Regions from separate parts of the Triticum aestivum genome. Here region 1 is linked to region 2. A link is a contact called in public Hi-C data. All regions are on one chromosome and are shown on one strand. The core of a region is the stretch at or near the end of the contact, and the rest is flanking DNA. Distances in the headings are between cores, read along the strand shown.

The links. A called contact is a pair of places that touch in the nucleus more often than the background predicts.
Region 1: a contact with region 2 is called in a Hi-C map of leaf, with 5 times the contacts expected there. The contact joins two enhancer-like sites. A contact is called at or near these places in 3 of 5 Hi-C or Micro-C datasets (all in leaf).

Annotation. Positions count from the first base shown.
Region 1 is chr3A:574,243,481-574,249,219 of IWGSC CS RefSeq v2.1, reverse strand. No RefSeq gene overlaps it. Among protein-coding and RNA genes, the nearest start is that of LOC123062301, 140 kb to the left of the region's middle. Within about 2 kb of position 3,264, at least 8 of the 8 cell types and tissues checked have an H3K27ac peak or open chromatin away from gene starts, as enhancers often do. A contact at or near this core is called in leaf, where this site is marked.
Region 2 is chr3A:573,376,503-573,382,648 of IWGSC CS RefSeq v2.1, reverse strand. No RefSeq gene overlaps it. Among protein-coding and RNA genes, the nearest start is that of LOC123062300, 150 kb to the left of the region's middle. Within about 2 kb of position 3,303, at least 8 of the 8 cell types and tissues checked have an H3K27ac peak or open chromatin away from gene starts, as enhancers often do. A contact at or near this core is called in leaf, where this site is marked.

The DNA.
Region 1 (5,739 bases), core at 2,015-4,514, 870 kb before region 2:
TTGCATAGTATATATTTGTACGAAGTCAAAGTATCTCTACTTTGATTAAATTTATAAAAAAAAGCATGAAGATTCACAATGCCGATTTACTACTGTTAGATTCATTATGAAATGTAGTTTCATAATATATATTTGGTATTGTGGATGTTGATATTAATTAATATAAATTTGGTCAAACTTTATAAACTTTGACTTGATACAAATTTAATGCGCAGACTAAAAAGGATCGGAGGGAGTATTACTGCTATGGCTTACACCTTCCACTCCGGGGTTAGTGCTTTTCCTCTTCTGAACACACGAAATAACCAGGCATGTTTTTTTTACGGAATAACCAGGCATGTTTTAGTAATATACTTCCATAATATTTTACATTATGAGACGGAGGGGGTAGTAAAACTATCAACTGGTAGGAGTATGCCCCTTGCAAGAAAACAAAAAAATTGGTAGGAGTTATACTCTGGACGATAGCATGTATAACCCTATCATCGAAGTGCCTGTCAATAGGTGGGTACAAGCACTATATTAGATACTTAGATTTTCTTTTTGCGATAGGACTTACCGCAAAGGTCCTCGGTTGTGGCGGTTATACCCTATCGCCATTGATTCCAATTGTAGGAAAATAATCAAATCTAAAAAAAAAATAAGGTCAGATCTGACTTAACTTTCACGAAAAGGTCAAAACACCAAATTTGCCCTGCCGCGGCATGACTATTTTCATTCCATCCCCATGTGCAACAAACCAACAAGTTAATGATAGCAATACGTAGACGTGCGTAACTTCCTCTTTCAGAGAGAGAGAGAGGGGCGAAAGGGAGCGACTAAAAATACCCCTAGATCCCGCCGGCGAGGCGCGGATTCTTGCCTCCTCTGCTCGCTCCGACGGCGGGAGAAGGTGGGGATCCCGTTCCTCTGCTTCCGGCGTGTAGATAGGGTAGTGGTAGTTCTTGGTGGCGTCGATTTGGTGAGGGGCTCGTCGCCGTTCTAGGAAAATAAATGGTACCCCAAGGACCTTGGTGTAATTTCCTTTCTTTGTGGAGTGTGTCGTACCACTGCTTTAATTTCAATATACTACTCCCTACATTTCACAATGTAGTGCTTCCTCTATCTCCGTGCTTCAACTTTGACCGTAAATTTAACTATCAAGACTGATTGTGGCGGGATCAAAAATTATATCATTGAATTCGTATTCGAAAAAATTTCTCAATTGTATAATTTTTTCTCCCGCCGCAGTTGGTCTCGTTAGTTAAATTTATGACCAAAGTTGGACCTCGAGAAGCGCGGGAGCACTATATTTTGGAATGGAGGAAGTACTCCCTTCGTTCAAAATTACTTGTCTCAGAAATGGATGTATCTGCCTTAAAAAAAGAAATGGATGTATCTAAACTAAAATACATCTAGATACATCCATTTCTAGGACAAGTAATTCCGAACGGAGTAGATCCGAGGTCATAATCGCAAAAAAAAAAAACAAGTAGTAGTACAATGGATTAGCGCATGCACAGTATCCGCAGAAGACTCCTGAGCGAAAAGTACAGCGCCGCCTGCTGCACTGTGCACGGCCGCACCGTCGGCTCCTGGGGCTAATGAGGCAAGACCAGAAGCATGTGGCCCTGTTTGGATACTCTAACTCAGTTAGAGGTTAGAGTTAGATTCTAACCTTGAACCAACCCTAAACTAACTCTAACCAAAGAGTTGTTTGGATGATAGGGTTAGATTGATAATAAATATTCTTTTCCAATCATTTGACTACTTTAGGCCATGTTTGGATGGGAGGGGTAACTTTTTTTACTAATTTTTTAGTGGGCCCAAGAGAACTAACCCAAATAAGCTCCTCTAGTGTGGGCTAGTTTTTTGGGTTGGGTTAGATCCAACTAACCCACCATGTTTGGATACTTTTGGGTTATTTGAGCCTCAACTAACCAAAACTAACTCTAACCTAGGTATCCAAACAGGGCCTGTGTTTACCGAGCAAAACACTCTTCCGGTAGTAAAAGAGACACCCAACCCAACTAACCCAGCGCCACCATTACCGACAGCTCACCCGAAAGCAGAAACGCATGAACGAAACAGACGGGCAATGACCGAGAAGAAAGGCCAAGCTTTCCACAAATAGGTATATACAGCTAGCCGGACCAGTGCCGTCGGCTCCGGCCCCTTGCGGCCGTCAGCACGTCTCTCTCTCGCCGTCACAGAAGTCCACTACGGCCGATCGCAGCTACGCGATCGCATCACGACCCGAACAGCAGCGACGGCGGCTCGTTGAGGTCGAACGGGAGGCCGGCAGGCCCGGGCGCCATGCCGAGCTCGAGCGCCGTCGACGGCGGGACGGGGACCGCCGGAGACGCTTCCTGCGGGAGACGGGGCGCCGGCGCGGCCGCAGGAGGCGAGAAGTAGACGAAGTGCCACGGCGAAGGGAAGTTGAGGTCGACGCCGCCGAACGGAACAGGCTGCTGCTGCAGAGGCGGGCGGTGGTGGTGGTGGCCGGGGAAGTTGGTCTTGGCCTTGGCGCCGCGGAGGGTTCGCGCGGCGCGGTCGTAGGCGAGGGCGGCCTCCACGGGGGTGTCGAAGGTGCCCAGCCACACCCGCGTTTTCTTCCACGGGTCGCGGATCTCCGCCGCGTACCGCCCCCACGGCCGCTTCCTCACGCCCCTGTAGTGCGCCTCGCCTCCTCCTCCCCCTCCTCCTCCTCCCGCGCCACCTTGGCCATGGCCGCCACCGAGGCTCGCCGCTCCCCGCAGCACCGGATCCATCGGACGGGGAGGCGCACAGTGAGTCTACTCGGCGCGGCAGTGTCTGGTTCGCTCTCTTGGACGACAGGTCCGTCTATCTAACGCAACGCATGTGGAGCGCTACGTGGGGTGGGATTCTTTGGCTGGCGCCGGGTGTACTGGTATTATTATAGACCGGCGCCGCACCGCGTAGAACGGAGGGGCCCGTAGCCGCACCTTGGGTTGGGGTTCGGGGGGTTGGGGTGGGTTGGGGGAGCACGGCACAGCCGCCGCGCGACTTGACGTATCGCCGGGCGGGGCCGCTTCCTCTTTTTCTTACTGCTGCTGCTGGTCGCTGCGCGGTACAGTGCCGTTCCTGGCGCTGTGCACCCACCGCCTCCGTTCCATTTCTCTCTCCGCCTGCTCGCGTGACGACATGCCGACCCAATACGACCGCCCCGCCGCTCGCCTTTCATCGGTCCTAGACGGACGACTCCAGCTCGCCTGGGGCATGCGGCGCCGGACGGTGCAGCGCCCATGTCTGGTGGGGCCGCGATCGTCGGGACCTGCCTGTCAGTGAATCTCGCATGCCTGCGCCATCCTCCTGCCCCGCTTCCCGCCTTGTCGTTTATTCGCCGCGAGGAATAAAAGTGGTATGGTACGATCAGGTTACGATGACCGGTGGGGGCGTGGGCTCGCTGTCCCCATGGACCAGTCAGTCAAATGAGCATGGCCCGGGAGGATACGCGGTGGGTGGCGTCGGGACGTGTCGACGGGCACTTGCTTGCGCGCGGGTTCACGTGCGAGGAGGCGTGTCGTGGGGCGGGGGACAGCACGGGCGGGCTGGAACGGGACGCGTGTGGCGCGTCGCCGCTAGTGAAGGCGGCGGGGCCCGGGCGATAATAAGGTCAACTCCACCGCGCGACCCTATCCTGTCCGGCCCTGTCCGTTTGAGATAAAAGAAATAAAAAGGCGGCCTAGCGCGCGGAACAAACGAATTTTTGTCCGCTTTGTGTCCGCTTTCGACACATCCCCGGCCCAAACTTGCGTCGGTTTTGGGGTGAAGCGGACAGCGCGCGGACGGCGGGACGCGCGCGCTTGTCCTCCCCTGGCCCGCCTGTCGGTGGGAGAAACCAAAAACCCCCCGACGGCCATTTGGCGCCATTTCCTCCAAACCCTCCCACGTCCCTCCCGCCGCCCCCCCTCTCTCCCCGTCCATGGCCGACGCCCCGCCGAGTTCCGGCGGCCTGGCCGTCGACCCGACCGCAAAGGTGAAGAAGAACGCGCCAAGGAAGCCGCGGTCGGAGTACACGCCGGAGGAGATCGCCAAGTTGGACGCGGTATCGGCGAAGAGGAGGGAACGGAGAGCGGCCGTCAAGATGAATGTCGTCGCGGCCAAGTTCGCCGCCCAGCGCGAGGAGCTGGAGGCCGCGTGGCGCAAGGCCGCTGCCGACGCGAAGGAGGACCTCGTCAACAAAGCGCACGCCATCCTCATGCTTGGCATGGGCCGTCCGGCGGGGTTCCATGCAGCGGCCGTCGGCCCGGCGAGCACAGGCTCGTCGGTCGCCCGACCTACGCACTGCCAGTCGCCGACGTCGCGCGACGCGCCCATGTCGCCCGGCTTTCCTCCACCCAGGCACGACGACCAAACCCGTTTCTCGGCGTCGCCAGACGTGGGCTTGTTCGCGCCGTCCACACCACGCCTCGCGGCCGTCATCGACCTCAATGTGACGCCTGGGTCCAGCAGCGGCGGGCGGCCTTCCGTCGAGATGCAAAGAAAGCAGGCGCGTGCACCGTTCACGGGCACCATGCCGGCCCCCCGCGTGTTGTTTGACGAAATGCCAACCTCAACGCCGACGGTGGACGACCCCTTCTACAACCAGTACATGGAGGACGTGATCTTCTAGGGTGGGCATGGTCGTGCCTACGACCCCGATGAGACCCAAAGTCAGGATGGCCGCGCCCAGTACGTGCCCGATGAAGAGGCCGACGACCGTGCTTACTACGACCATGGTGATTCGTGGCATGAAGACGATGACATCTATGTCGAAGGTGAAGATGAAGATGAAGCCAATGATGTTGATATTAGTGGCGCTCCATTGTTCATAGACGAGCTCACCCAAAGAGCGGAAGCACAAAAGAAGCGGAAGAGCATTCACACCGGTTCATATACACAAGATGAGGACAAGTTGATTTGCCAATGTTGGATGGAGATTAGCCAAGATCCAAGGACCGGCGCGCAACAAAAGGGCATTGTTTTTTGGAGGAGAGTCCACAAAACATTCCATGAAAGGAAGATGTTTGAGCCCTACCAAATTACAAGCAACCGTGGCATCGGATCGATTCAAAAAAGATGGTTGTTCATCCAATAAGAGTGCAACAAGTATTGTGCCGCATTTGAGAGCGTTGAAGCACGGCCCGTGAGTGGTCTCGGCGTTGGAGACATGGTATGCTCTTCTCTTTCTAGCCCTTGCTACGGCCATGAGACTTCGGCCGTGTATATGTTTGCATGTTCACTTGTTGTTGATCATGTGGTGTAGGCATTTCAATCTTTGGAGGCATTCAAGGCCCGGCACAATGACAAGCCATTCACTCTTACGCATTGTTGGAAGATCATCAACAATTGCCCTAAGTTCAAGGATCAATACCGTGAACTTCAAAGGAAGAGAGGCAAGAAGACGGCCAAGTTCGCCGGAGGTGGGGATGGCGAGGCATTGAAGAGGCCGAGGGGCAAGACCAACTCAAAGGTGGACGACATACGTGACGCCTCATCCATGGCCTTGCATGAGACTTTGCATGGCATGATGTCACATAAGGATGTGAGGGATGAGAAGAAGCGGCAAAGCAAGGACGATCAAACGAAGCAATACCTAGACCTCCAACCATAGAAGCTTGAGATGGAGGAGGCGGCCAAGAAGAGGAAGATAGACATGGAGGAGGCGGCCCGGCAAAGGCAGCTCGACATGGAAGAGGCCGCCCGGCAAAGGCAGCTCGACATCGAGGCCGACAACGTCAAGGCCAGGCAAAGGCA
Region 2 (6,146 bases), core at 2,054-4,553:
CTGGCTCTGGAGTGTCCACTGATCAATCAAAAAATTTAGCTATTGCTGACTGGCCAGTGCCCACAACTCCAACTCAACTCAGAGGTTTCCTTGGCCTATGTGGTTATTATAGGAGGTTCGTTAAGAACTTTGAAGCAATTGCCATGCCATTACATGATATCCTCAAAAAGGACAGTTTCTGCTGGAATTCTCCCCAATACTCCGCTTTCCAGCAACTCAAACAAGCCCTCATCTCTGCACCAATTCTGTCCCTGCCAGATTTTTCTGCACCCTTTGTCCTTGAAACTGATGCTTCTGCACTGGATTAGGAGCAGTTATGATGCAACAGGGCAGGCCTATTGCTTACTATAGCTCATCACTTTGCCCTAGAAATGCAGCCTTGTCAACTTATGAAAATGAAGCTTTAGCAATCATTGGAGCTTTGAAAAGATGGAGACATTACTTCTTGGGAAATGATCTTGTCATTAGAACAGATCACAAAAGTTTGCAATTTATGACCGATTAGAAAATATATGCAAGTATTCAGCACAAACTCATGTTGAAACTTCTGGAATTCAACTTTCAGCTAGAATACAAGAAGGGAAAATAAAATGTGGTAGTTGATGCTCTGTCCAGGGAACACTCTTGCATGGAAATCTCCCTTGCAACTCCCAAATGGATTTCTGAAGTAGAACAATCCTACAAAGATGTTCACTGTCAAAAACTAATGGAACAACTCCTTCTCACACCTACACATATTGTTCACAAAAATGCTCTCCAAGATGGCATTATTAGGCACAATGGGAAAATTTATGTTGGAAATGACACTGCTCTCAGGAACAAACTTATGCAAACACTCCACTGTTGTGTTGTTGGTGGTCACTCAGGCATGAAGGCATCCTATCAAAGACTGAAACAAGTCTTCTACTGGCCTGGCATGAAAAGAGACATGGACAAATTTGTGCAATTATGCCCGGTATGTCAGAAAAACAAGGGGGAAAACTGCCCCTATCCTGGTTTCTTGGATCCTCTCCACCTACCTGACATGGTATGGTCTCACATCAGTATGAACTTTGTTGAAGGACTCCCCAAGTCTCAAGGATATGATGTTATCTTTGTTGTAGTGGACAGGCTCTCCAAATTTGCTCACTTCATTCCCCTAGCTCACCCCTTCACTGCACAAACAGTGGCCAAAGCTTTCATAGACAATGTGTTGAAGTTACATGGCCCTCCCCTGGCAATTGTGTCTGAGATGGATAAAATCTTCACTAGCAAGCTATGGCAAGACATATTTTCTGCTATGGGAATTGAGCTACGTTACAGTTCTGCTTACCATCCACAATCCGACGCTCAAATAGAACGGGTGAATCAATGCATTGAGAATTACTTGAGGTGCATGATCTCAACTAAACCCAAGAAATGGGCACTCCACCTCTCAATGGCAAAATATTGGTAGAACACTTCCTTCCACTCTTCTCTGAAGAAAACTCCGTTTCAAGTGTTATACGGCTATCCACCTCCTGACTTACAAATTCCACAGTCAAGGTCTAGCTCTCCCAGTGAAGTGGTTGAATTTGTTACAGACCGCAACTCAATGTGGCAATACCTCAAAGCCAATTTGGCCAGTGCACAAGCTCGCATGAAAAAAATATGCTGATAAAAAACAAGTCGAACATACGCTGTCTGAAGGAGATATGGTATATCTGAAGATGCAGCCATATCGACTGAATGCTTTCGGCATCCGCTCTCATATCAAGCTCCAAAGCAAGTTCTATGGACCTTTTCGTGTAATTATTGCTCGTGTGGGAAGGTGGCATACAAACTCCTCCTACCGGACAATGCCAGCATTCACCCAGTCTTTCACGTCAGCCAGTTGAAGAAGCATCTGGGTCCAACAGTGGTTCCTTGCACTCATCTTCCCTTGGTCAGTCCGGATGGCCGTATCAAGACTGAACCCAGCCTGGTGCTTGAAACACGACAGATCCCTCGAAACAATCTGCCGGTGGTTCAGTGGCTCGTGCAATGGGAAAATCTTCCTCCTGATGACGCTTCGTGGGAGGATGCTAACTTCATCAAGAGAACATTTCCATCCTTGTTCAAGAAAACAGTGGACGGATGGTTCACTCGTTGATACTCCTTGGGGACAAGTTCGCTTTCAGGAGGAAGTATTGTCAGGCATGTTCTCGATTCAGTTAACGAACAGCCATGATGACAAGCAGCGTGAAGATCTGACGACTCGCTTCGCTCGCATGAACCGTTACTTTAGTGACTGTAGCATTTCACTCCGTGCTGTTACTGTTGCTTTCCGTCTGTTGCGAGCTGAGCTTTATAAGCCAGCGTGCTCCGTCTGTAATAGCTAGCCATTCTATTCCTATGATGAATTCTAAGATACTTTATAGCTGATACAAACATATATTTCGAATATACTCTTCGTTCTCCCAAACCCTAGCTTCGATTCTCATCAATTCCGATCCAGATCCTTAGATGGTTTGTGACAATATGGCAGTATGTCGATCCATTTCAATTTCCTTTGTATACATACTTCAGAAGTGCTTAAAACACATGACAGGTTGAAAGTGGTTGGTAATATACGGATGACACAGCATCCAAGTCGTCTCTATCAGAAAATTCAGTCGCCGAATTCGTCAGTCCACTTGCGGCCTACCGAATTTTATAAAGAAGGAAAAAAAAAACACTTGCAGCCTACGTTGCCGCACGAGCGCACGGCATGGTACGACGCCGTGTCCGTGGAGCAAATTGGTGCGGGCACTGCAGCCAGGATGCGCCCCACTTTGGAGACGCAATTATTGAGGAAGGAATTCATGGCGCCGAGGTGGAGCCGGACCGGGCGGTGGGCCGCGCCTCCCCTCCCCTCGAGTCCCGACGCACTAGGCCCGCCCAGACGGGACGCTAATTAAACCGTCACGCAGCACCTTCGCACACGGCGCCGCGCCCATAAATTAACGCACCTGAGGCAGGCCCGCCGCTCAGCCGCACAGCCGGCCGACGACGCGTCGGAACGTGCGTCGACGCCGTGGAAAAAGAAGGCGCCGCTGGAGAGGCGGCAGGGGGAGGAAAAAAGAAGCCCGCGACGGCGACCCGCCGAAAAAGAAAAGGCGGGCCGACGGGGACCGGGCGCGTCTTCTACGTGCCGCCTCTGCGAATCGGTCGTCGGGTGGTGCGCGGTCCCCTGGCGCGCGAGCGGCGCCGCGCCAGGTGGAGGCGGGGGGCGTGGACGGGGATTGCCCGGCGACGCCGGCACGTATCCGTCTGTCTGCCTGTCTGCTTGCCTGCCTTTTCTTTTCTCGCTTTTGGGATGGTGGTGGTGGTGTGCTGTGGTGGTAGACGGCGGGCGGTGCGGTGCGGAGCGCGCGGCGCGGAGTGGAGGTGGAGGTGGAGCCGCGGGGCGGGATAGGGACAAGGTCGATGGGACGTCGCGCGCTGCCGGGTCCAAGTCGTGCGCCCCGCTCCCCACTTGGTCTCCCCACCCGCTGCTGCCGCGTAGTAAGCGGTAGTAAGCGTGAACGCGGCCTGGCGGGCGTGCCGGTCTCGCCGTATTTTCGTTCGGGGTTTGACGGGGACGGCTGAGCAGTTGAGCTGAGACTTGAGGGTCATCCTGGCGCGTAGGAGTGCAGTACTTCCTCCGTGTTAAATTTGTATCGTTTTCGTAAGTACTTTCTTCGTTCCTAAATATATGACGTTTTGATAGTTCAGGTAAAAACTAAAAAAATTTGACGAAAATAAGTAAAAGAATTGTATCGGTTCATAGGTAAAAAGTTAACGTGACATATTTAATGTGGAATGAAAGAGCAACTACGTACTCCCTCCATCTCATCGTAATATAATATGTTTTTCAAGCTAGCATAACTTATAAAAACATTTTATATTATGGGAGGGAGAAAAGTGTATCTTAATTTCATGTGATTATCTTGAGAGCTATATGAGCTCAATTGACCAGGCCAAGCGATACACCACAGAGGAAATTTTAAAGGGCAAGATACCGATCGAGGTTTCTAAGCCTAGGACAGTTAAGCTCCCCAAGCCGACCCTGCCATGGCCGCTACCCCCAGCTGGTTTTGTAGCCCTCTCAGTGGATGGATCTTTTCTCTCTGATGATGGAACGGCTGCAATGGGAATGATTCTCAGAAAGCGGGATGGGAGCGTGATCTTTGCTGCATACAGATTTTTGCTTAATTGTAATGATGCTCTTGAGGCGGAGATCCACGGTCTCATGCAGGGCATGGCTCTTGCTTTGCAATATTCAAACTTGCCAATTATTGTGCAGTCTGATTCTTTCGAGGCCTTAGCATGCTTACAGGGTGATGGCCTAGCTCGCTCAACGTATGGTCATCCGGTTGCGGAAATCCAAGCATTGATAGGAAGCCGGGAGTTTGTTCCTGAGAAACTTAGTAGGGAACAAAATAGGGTAGCAGATCGATTGACGACATATAGTCGTACTGAGTGTAGCACTGTTGTATGGCTACACAGAGGACCCCCATGTATAGAAGAACTCTTGCCTCTTGACTGTAACCCTATCATTTTGGAATAAATTCCCCCCCCCCCTCCCGCCAAAAAAATTATACTCCATCAGTAAAGAAATGTAAGAGTGTTTAGATCACTAGTAATCTAAACACTCTTAAATTTCTTTATAGAGGGAGTATATACTAGTAGATTATAGTAGTAATAGGGGGAGGGGTGTTCCTGTGCCACCCGCCGACGCTAGTCTGTCACGTCTCCTGTGGCCTAGGGCCATGGAGGCACGGTGGATCTCGGCCCTTGCCGGCGAGGGGGCTCTGTTTTTAGATACTTTTTTAAGTTTTGATAGGATTTGTGTCCTGCTCAGAGAGGTGAAGCGGCGGCGGTTCTCTGAAGAAGAAATAAGATTCTCCTCACGACGGTGCTTCTAGCGTCGTCGGAGGGCGTGTGGAGCTTTATTTCTAGTGGATCTCACGGGATTCGGTCCACGTTTGTCTTCGGTGGATCCAAGTGGATCTGGTCTTCGTTCGTCTGTGTTTGCGTTTGTGTGTCTATAAGGTTGATCCTTTTAATCAATGCTTCTCTTCATTGACGGCGGTTGTTATTTTGATGTGTTGATCCGTAGGGCCTGAGCATGACGACTATCCGGCTATCTTGTACAACAAGGTTTGTCCGTCTTGTTAGAAATATACCCTAGAGGCAATAATAAATGTATCATTATATTTTCATGTTCATTATTAAGTTTATGTTTCTATGCTACAATGGTATTGGTTCATGAATATGAGATTCAGAGGAAAACTCAAATACATGTATGAAAATATAAACACCAAGTGATCCATATTCTAGCCTCTAAGTCTAGCTTATATATTGATTGATGATCTTGTTTTCCTGATCATGAGCATTGTTAGTGTAACAAGGATGCTATCAATATATGATGACACCGTTGTTAGGTGAACAATGGAGTTGGATAGACCAAAATTATGAATTACTGAGAGATGCCATCGTTGTTATGTTATCAGTACTTCATATAACTTGTTCATGTTTGCATTGTTCCTTAGCCCATGAGAATACTGCATACCAACATGCCAGATGGATACTTTGGGGTTTACCACATGTCACTCTGTAATTGGATGTGGATACACGTGACTTACGGGTATTCCAAAAACGTATGTCCCGGTAGGGATAGTTCAAGACTGGGATTTGTTCCTCTCATGATAGAGAGACACTCTTTGGGCCCACTCAGTATTACCGTATCATTATCGTCTGGCCAGACACTTGTGATTATGATCACGGGATACCGGAACATGAACACGAGTAAACAGAACGAAGGAGTAACGAGCATAACCAGTATAATGGTCAAGGAGTTGATCACAGGGATACAGATGATCTCTCCTCGGGTTTCATAAACCTATCACGAAGCAAAGGAATGGTATTCGTAAGCAAAGGTTCACTGGATGGAGAACTTTGTGAATATGCAGGAGTTAATAAGGGTGTCCAATTCCCGCTGTTAACTATTGAGCGAAAGGGGTTCTAGGTCATGTACGCTTATTTCTGAACCTATAGGGTCACACGCTTGACGGGTTCTAGTCATAGTTAGTAGAGAAATGAGAAATGGGTTAAAAGAGCACCGAAAGAGTTTCGGATGGTTCTAGAATGGTTCTGGGGATTCTGAAAAGGTATAACATGATTTC